Linked DNA regions of Rattus norvegicus: region 2 is linked to region 1. The links are chromatin contacts, called in public Hi-C maps. All regions are on one chromosome and are shown on one strand. Each heading gives the region's core, a stretch centred on a gene start, on an enhancer-like site or on the middle of the called end of the contact. The rest is flanking DNA. Distances are from core to core; before and after follow the strand shown.

The links. Hi-C and Micro-C count contacts between places; a contact is called where the count stands out from the background.
Region 2: a Hi-C map of the A7r5 cell line shows a contact between it and region 1, with 2.5 times the contacts expected there. The contact joins the promoter of Srp14 here to the enhancer-like site in region 1. A contact is called at or near these places in 4 of 12 Hi-C or Micro-C datasets (the A7r5 cell line, the Rat2 cell line, Schwann cells and 1 more).

Annotation. Positions count from the first base shown.
Region 1 is chr3:125,759,269-125,761,894 of GRCr8, forward strand. The region is part of intron 1 of Gpr176 (G protein-coupled receptor 176); the gene reads right to left. Among named protein-coding and RNA genes, the nearest start is that of Gpr176, 31 kb to the right of the region's middle. Within about 2 kb of position 1,298, at least 11 of the 93 cell types and tissues checked have an H3K27ac peak or open chromatin away from gene starts, as enhancers often do. A contact at or near this core is called in the A7r5 cell line and liver, where this site is marked.
Region 2 is chr3:125,898,485-125,901,110 of GRCr8, forward strand. Srp14 (signal recognition particle 14) reads right to left here and starts at 1,335. Exons shown (of 5, transcript NM_001106497.1): 1 at 1,234-1,335; 2 at 1,021-1,093; 3 at 484-596. The coding sequence starts at 1,257.

The DNA.
Region 1 (2,626 bases), core at 48-2,547:
GATCCTCCCTCACACAGAGCAGTAAACAGTGTAGATGATGACGTCACTGTGTTAAACACTGCCTGGTGCAGCAACCTTTGGCGAGATTTTATGCCCCAGTGTCCTGTAGTTCCAACAAAGAAAGCACAGAAGACGGGAATCTCTCCATAGCAAAAATGTCTAACTCCAACTACAACATCGCACACTATAATTACACACACCTAGTAATACGTGCACATACATTATATTATATATTAATTAACATTATACACACACACACACACACACACATATATATATATATATATATATATATATATATATATATATTATTCCACTTAAGTAATAGCTTCTGAAAGGTACATTTGACTCTGGGTCAGAAAAACAACAGATCAAAATAATGAAGGTTAATCTGTTACATAAACCAAACTCCAGAGTTTGAGGAAGTTACGCAAAGATGACATTAAGGAAGGGCCAAGACTTGTAACGTCATAGTCCGCCCATCCCTCACATAACTGCAAGGCAAACTGCCCACCCTTAGGATCCAACTTCCAGGCAGGAAAGTCAAAGACCAAAGGCAGCTCTCAGCTTAGTCCACCCCTCCCGCCTTACAGCACATCAGGGCTTTATTCAGGGGCACCTGCATTTACGCTTGTTGCTGGCACTGCTGCCCCTATCTGCAAAGGAGTCTGGGGGATATTTTCATCTGGGCACTTTGTTGATAAAGGCAGAGGCAGGACCCTTTAGGAAAGAAAGGAGAAGAGGGATACCTCAAAGGCTGCCACACTAATAGTGACATTACCAGTTTTGCGTAAGTCCTAGGAATCAGAACCCCACGGACTCAAACCTCAGGACTCAAACCTCAGACTGTCTGCTCATGTCAGCAGTTGTTTTGCTTCCAAGAAATTGCTTTAAACTCCCCCATCCTTTAACCCTGTATTATCCTTCTTGTAATAAAATGCCCCGACAATGGCAATTTAAGAGAGGAAGCGTTTGTTTGGGCTCAGAGTTCAATGGTAGATTCCAGCACGGCAAGCGGGTTGCTATGGGTCACATTGCAACAGCAGTCAGGAGGGAAAGAGCGATGCGTGTCTGTGCTCAGCTCAGCTCCTGCCTTTTCAAAAGTCCAGAACCCAAACTCCTGGGTTGGTGTCACCAGCCTCAGGTAACCTAATATGCATAATCCCTCCTGAGCATGCTCAGAGACATCCTAGAGATTCTAGATCCGGTCAAATCAACAACAGAAACTCTCACGACAATCAAACCTATTCTTTACGAGTGACTCAGACCACCCCCTTCCCCTAACTGGAGTGACCAGACAATCTGAAATGCCATGTAGCTGAAGTCAGAGGTTCTGCGACTCATTGGTGGCTTCCTTTGGGAGAACAAAGCACTGCCCTTTTTCTGCAAGTTCCTCAGTAAGAATCGTGTGGGTGCTCTTTTTGAAAGCCAAAATGGTTTTCAAAGCATATCAGGTTAAGAAAGGATTAAAAAAACAGAATAGGAATTCAAAATATATACAAACCCAGCCCCACCTCTACGAGCCAGGGCAGCTTTCCACACATTAATTAATTGAATCATTTGTGTGTCTCCAAAGTAAATGAGAGACAAATCTTCCAATTAATTAAGTGTGGCACATTTATCACAGGACTTGATAATTACAGCACACCTGCCCTCACAGGCACTGAGGGCAATCCCCTGGCTTAGATTAATTCAGCCACACAGGGACCCTCTTTTAATAGGAGATGGCTCACTGTTGTAGAACAAAATGCAGACAGGAAAACATGGTCTCAGGTTGAGTGACAGTTCTTAGCAAACCCCCTGCTTCCTCAGAAGAACACAACACATACATGTCTTCAGAAATGGGAATGTTAGGTTTTGTCTGGCCAAGAACTGTGGGACTCAGCAGAGAATTTACAAAGATTCTTCCCTCCTGTTGGGATGGCAGGTCAAGGAGAAGCAGATCCTCACCTGAAAGTGAGGATCAGGGAACTCCCTCCAGCCTGACATGTGTGCTATTAGCCCGCATCTACTGCCCCCATCTTGACTTTCAGAAATGACAACACTGAACCCAAACAAGGCCACCATGCTGTTTTTCCCTCAAGGGCACACCAAGGCCAGCTGAAGAAACCACACTTGGCACACAAACACTGGAGTGACAAGAAAGGAGTCACAGGGACAGAAAATGTTTATTTATCCTGATCATTTTTGTCCGTTCTTATGCAAATGCCCGAGTCTCTTAAAATAATACACTTCAACAACTAAAAACAAAATAATTACCTCTATTTTCATCTGTAATGACAAACAGACCAAGCCTGCTATCTGCTAAATTTCACATCACAGAGATGCTTGGGAAGGGGTTTTATCCTACTGCCCACTAAGATTGTATGGCCATTCTAACTTCAGTAGAAAAGTTGGCTTACAGCGATCATTCTCAGTCTGTCCTGGTGGAATATAGCTTGTGACCCTGGAGAAGTCTAAAGAATTCCTAAAATTTTAAGAGTCTACACCAGTGGTCCTCGAACCCTGTGATGCCTATGAATCCCCTGTGAAACTTATTTGAGACGCACTTTGGAGAGCTTCATAGGTGGTTGCAGACACAATAATTTATATTGAATAGTCAGAGGATTCACAGGCAATTTCTGAG
Region 2 (2,626 bases), core at 85-2,584, 140 kb after region 1:
ATCTCAACCAAACAACCCCCTCCATCAAAAAGAAGCCAAAGTGGACCCTGATCCCAAAACGGCCTGGGAGTGACAGGCCAAAATGAAAGGGAAGGGAGTCTAGAAGTAATCCAGACATGCCCCTCCTCAGTCAGCGTTGTACAGTTCAGAGGTCAGGGGATGAGGCTCAAAACAGAGTGATGACTTAACAGGATGAAGACCCTGGCCTGGATTCCATCTCCGAGTGCATGAAAATCATCACTGTCATCTGTCTCAGTTGATAAGACAACCCTGTGACCACAGCTGTGATCTTCCTAAATCACAAGTTCAAAGTCGGCCCGAGAATGCTTTTAGATATTTTTTTTTAATCCATTCTACTAGCTAGCACTGAGACAGGTTGCTCCTGTACCTTGGCTATTTGAGAGAAAAGTGACTTTTTTCAGTCAGTCAGGCCAACTCAAAAGAAAACAAAGCAGGAAAAAGAAAAAAAAGACTCCATCTCACCACTGTGCTGATCTTCCTTTTCCCATCCGTGGCCCTTAACAGACACTTGTTTTCTGCGGGCTCGAGGCCCTCCACGGAACTCTTCCGTGGGATTGGTTTAGTGCGACCATCATCTGTGTTTAAAAAACAAAACAAAACAAAACAAAACAAAACAAAACACCCGAGTAAACACCATCACCACAGACCACAGGAGTTACTTCTGGTTCAAAGTGAAAATCTGAACATCGTAAGGAAGGGTTCCCACCATCACTCCCATAAATTCACCACACCCGCTATCTCTTTCGATATGGTCAAAACTAGGAGCAACGACTTGATAAACACTGGGAGCCTCACTAATGGAGCAGGGGTAGGGCTGCCTGACAGAACGTGGACGTCTGACACACTTAGGGCCCCCGTGAGCGGGCGGCCCGCACCGCACCAGCCACACTTCCTAGCCCTGCCGCGGCTGTGAGCCCAGGAGGTGGCCGATGCGGAGAGGCCAGAGGCCGGGCTGCCCCCTCCCTGCCATGCCCCGGCGCGGCCCGGGAAGCTGCTTACACTTCTTCAGGGTGATGAACACGCTGCCCGATGACCGGCACTTCTGGAAGAGCCTGGTCAGCTCCGTCAGGAACTGCAACACAACACGCCCCGTTAGGCAGTCTCCAGTCCTCGCCCCGCCGCGTCACGGCCCAGGCCCGCCCGCAAAGGGAGAAACGCTACCCGAGCTGACCCCATTGGCTCGAGTCCATGGCCCTCAGGGGCCGCCGGTACCTGCTCGCTCTCGAGCAACACCATCCTGGTCTCCGCAGGTTCCGACTCCGTCAGCAGAAGCCTTCTGAGGTTCAACCGGAAGTCTCGCTTGTGGTGGGCGGAACTTCCGCTTTTGTTGCCAGTCTTCCGTCAATCCTTACCTAGCTCCGGTTGCCTTGCGCCTGCGCGTTCGTCACCCCCTCCCACTTCTTTCCAAGATGAGGAATGACACTTTAGGTAGTTGGACTGCCTTGACAAGATTCACCCTAGGCTGTAGGAGGGAATGAGAGCAAAAGAATGACTGGATAGAAATATAAAGTCACCCATGAGTCCACTGCCTCACTTTCCTCATTTTTAAGGTGAAGTACCCCTTTCACAATATGGCCGGGAAGAGCAGATATATTTATATTGAAATACAGAATACAGTCTGGTAAATAAGAAGTGCTAACTAAGCTTTAGCCATTTGTCTTAATCGCTATTCTTTTGCTGTGAAGAGATACCATGACCAAGACAACTCATAAACAAAAGCATATACCTGGGGGCTTGCTTCCACTTTCAAAGATTAGTGTGTTATCGTTGAAGGGACTCAATTTTGGCAAGTATTACTTTGGCAGACATTGACCTTCTATTCCCTCTGCCTTGCTAAAAAAAAATTCCTAAAGCTAGCCACCAAGGGCTGTTCCCTTATTTGGTCATTTCCTTCTCCTGAGGCTGACTACCAAGGTCCAGATATCAAAGTATTGAAGTCCAGCAATCAAAGCCCCCTATGGCTCGCCTAATTCACATGCCTATTAAAATTAAACACCTCATCCTAATACTAAGTTTTCCGTTTTACCTTTATAAAGTGCCACTGGGACTTGTCAGTCTACCTTGTACAGAGAGGCAGTCTTTTGTTCTATTCCAAAACAAATACCCCTCCTCCTCTCCCTTGTTTGCTTCCCCTTCTCCCACATCTTCTATCTCCTCTCTCTCCCTCTGTCTGTCCGTCTCTCTCTCTCTGGTTTGCTTGGTTGGGTTATTTGGTTTTTGTTTTGGTTTATTTGTTTGAAACAGGGTTTTTCTGGATAACCTTGGCTGTCCTGGAACTCACTCTGTACACCAGGCTGGCCTCAAACTCACAGAGATCTGCCTGCCTCTGCCTCACAAGTGCTGGGATTAAAGGTATATGCCACTATCGCCCACTGTCTTTGTCTTTTATTCCCTGATGGGGCAAATAAATTTCCCTTGTACTGAGAACTTGGTCTCGGGGGTCCTGGGCCGATATCTTGGCTGCATGCAGGCAGACATGGTGAGGGAGAACTAATTCAGAGCTCTATATCCTGATACTTAGGCAGAGAGGCTCAGAGCCAGGCATTTTGAAAGCTCAAAACCTGTCCCCAGTGACACACCTCCTCCAACATGCCTAGTACACCTC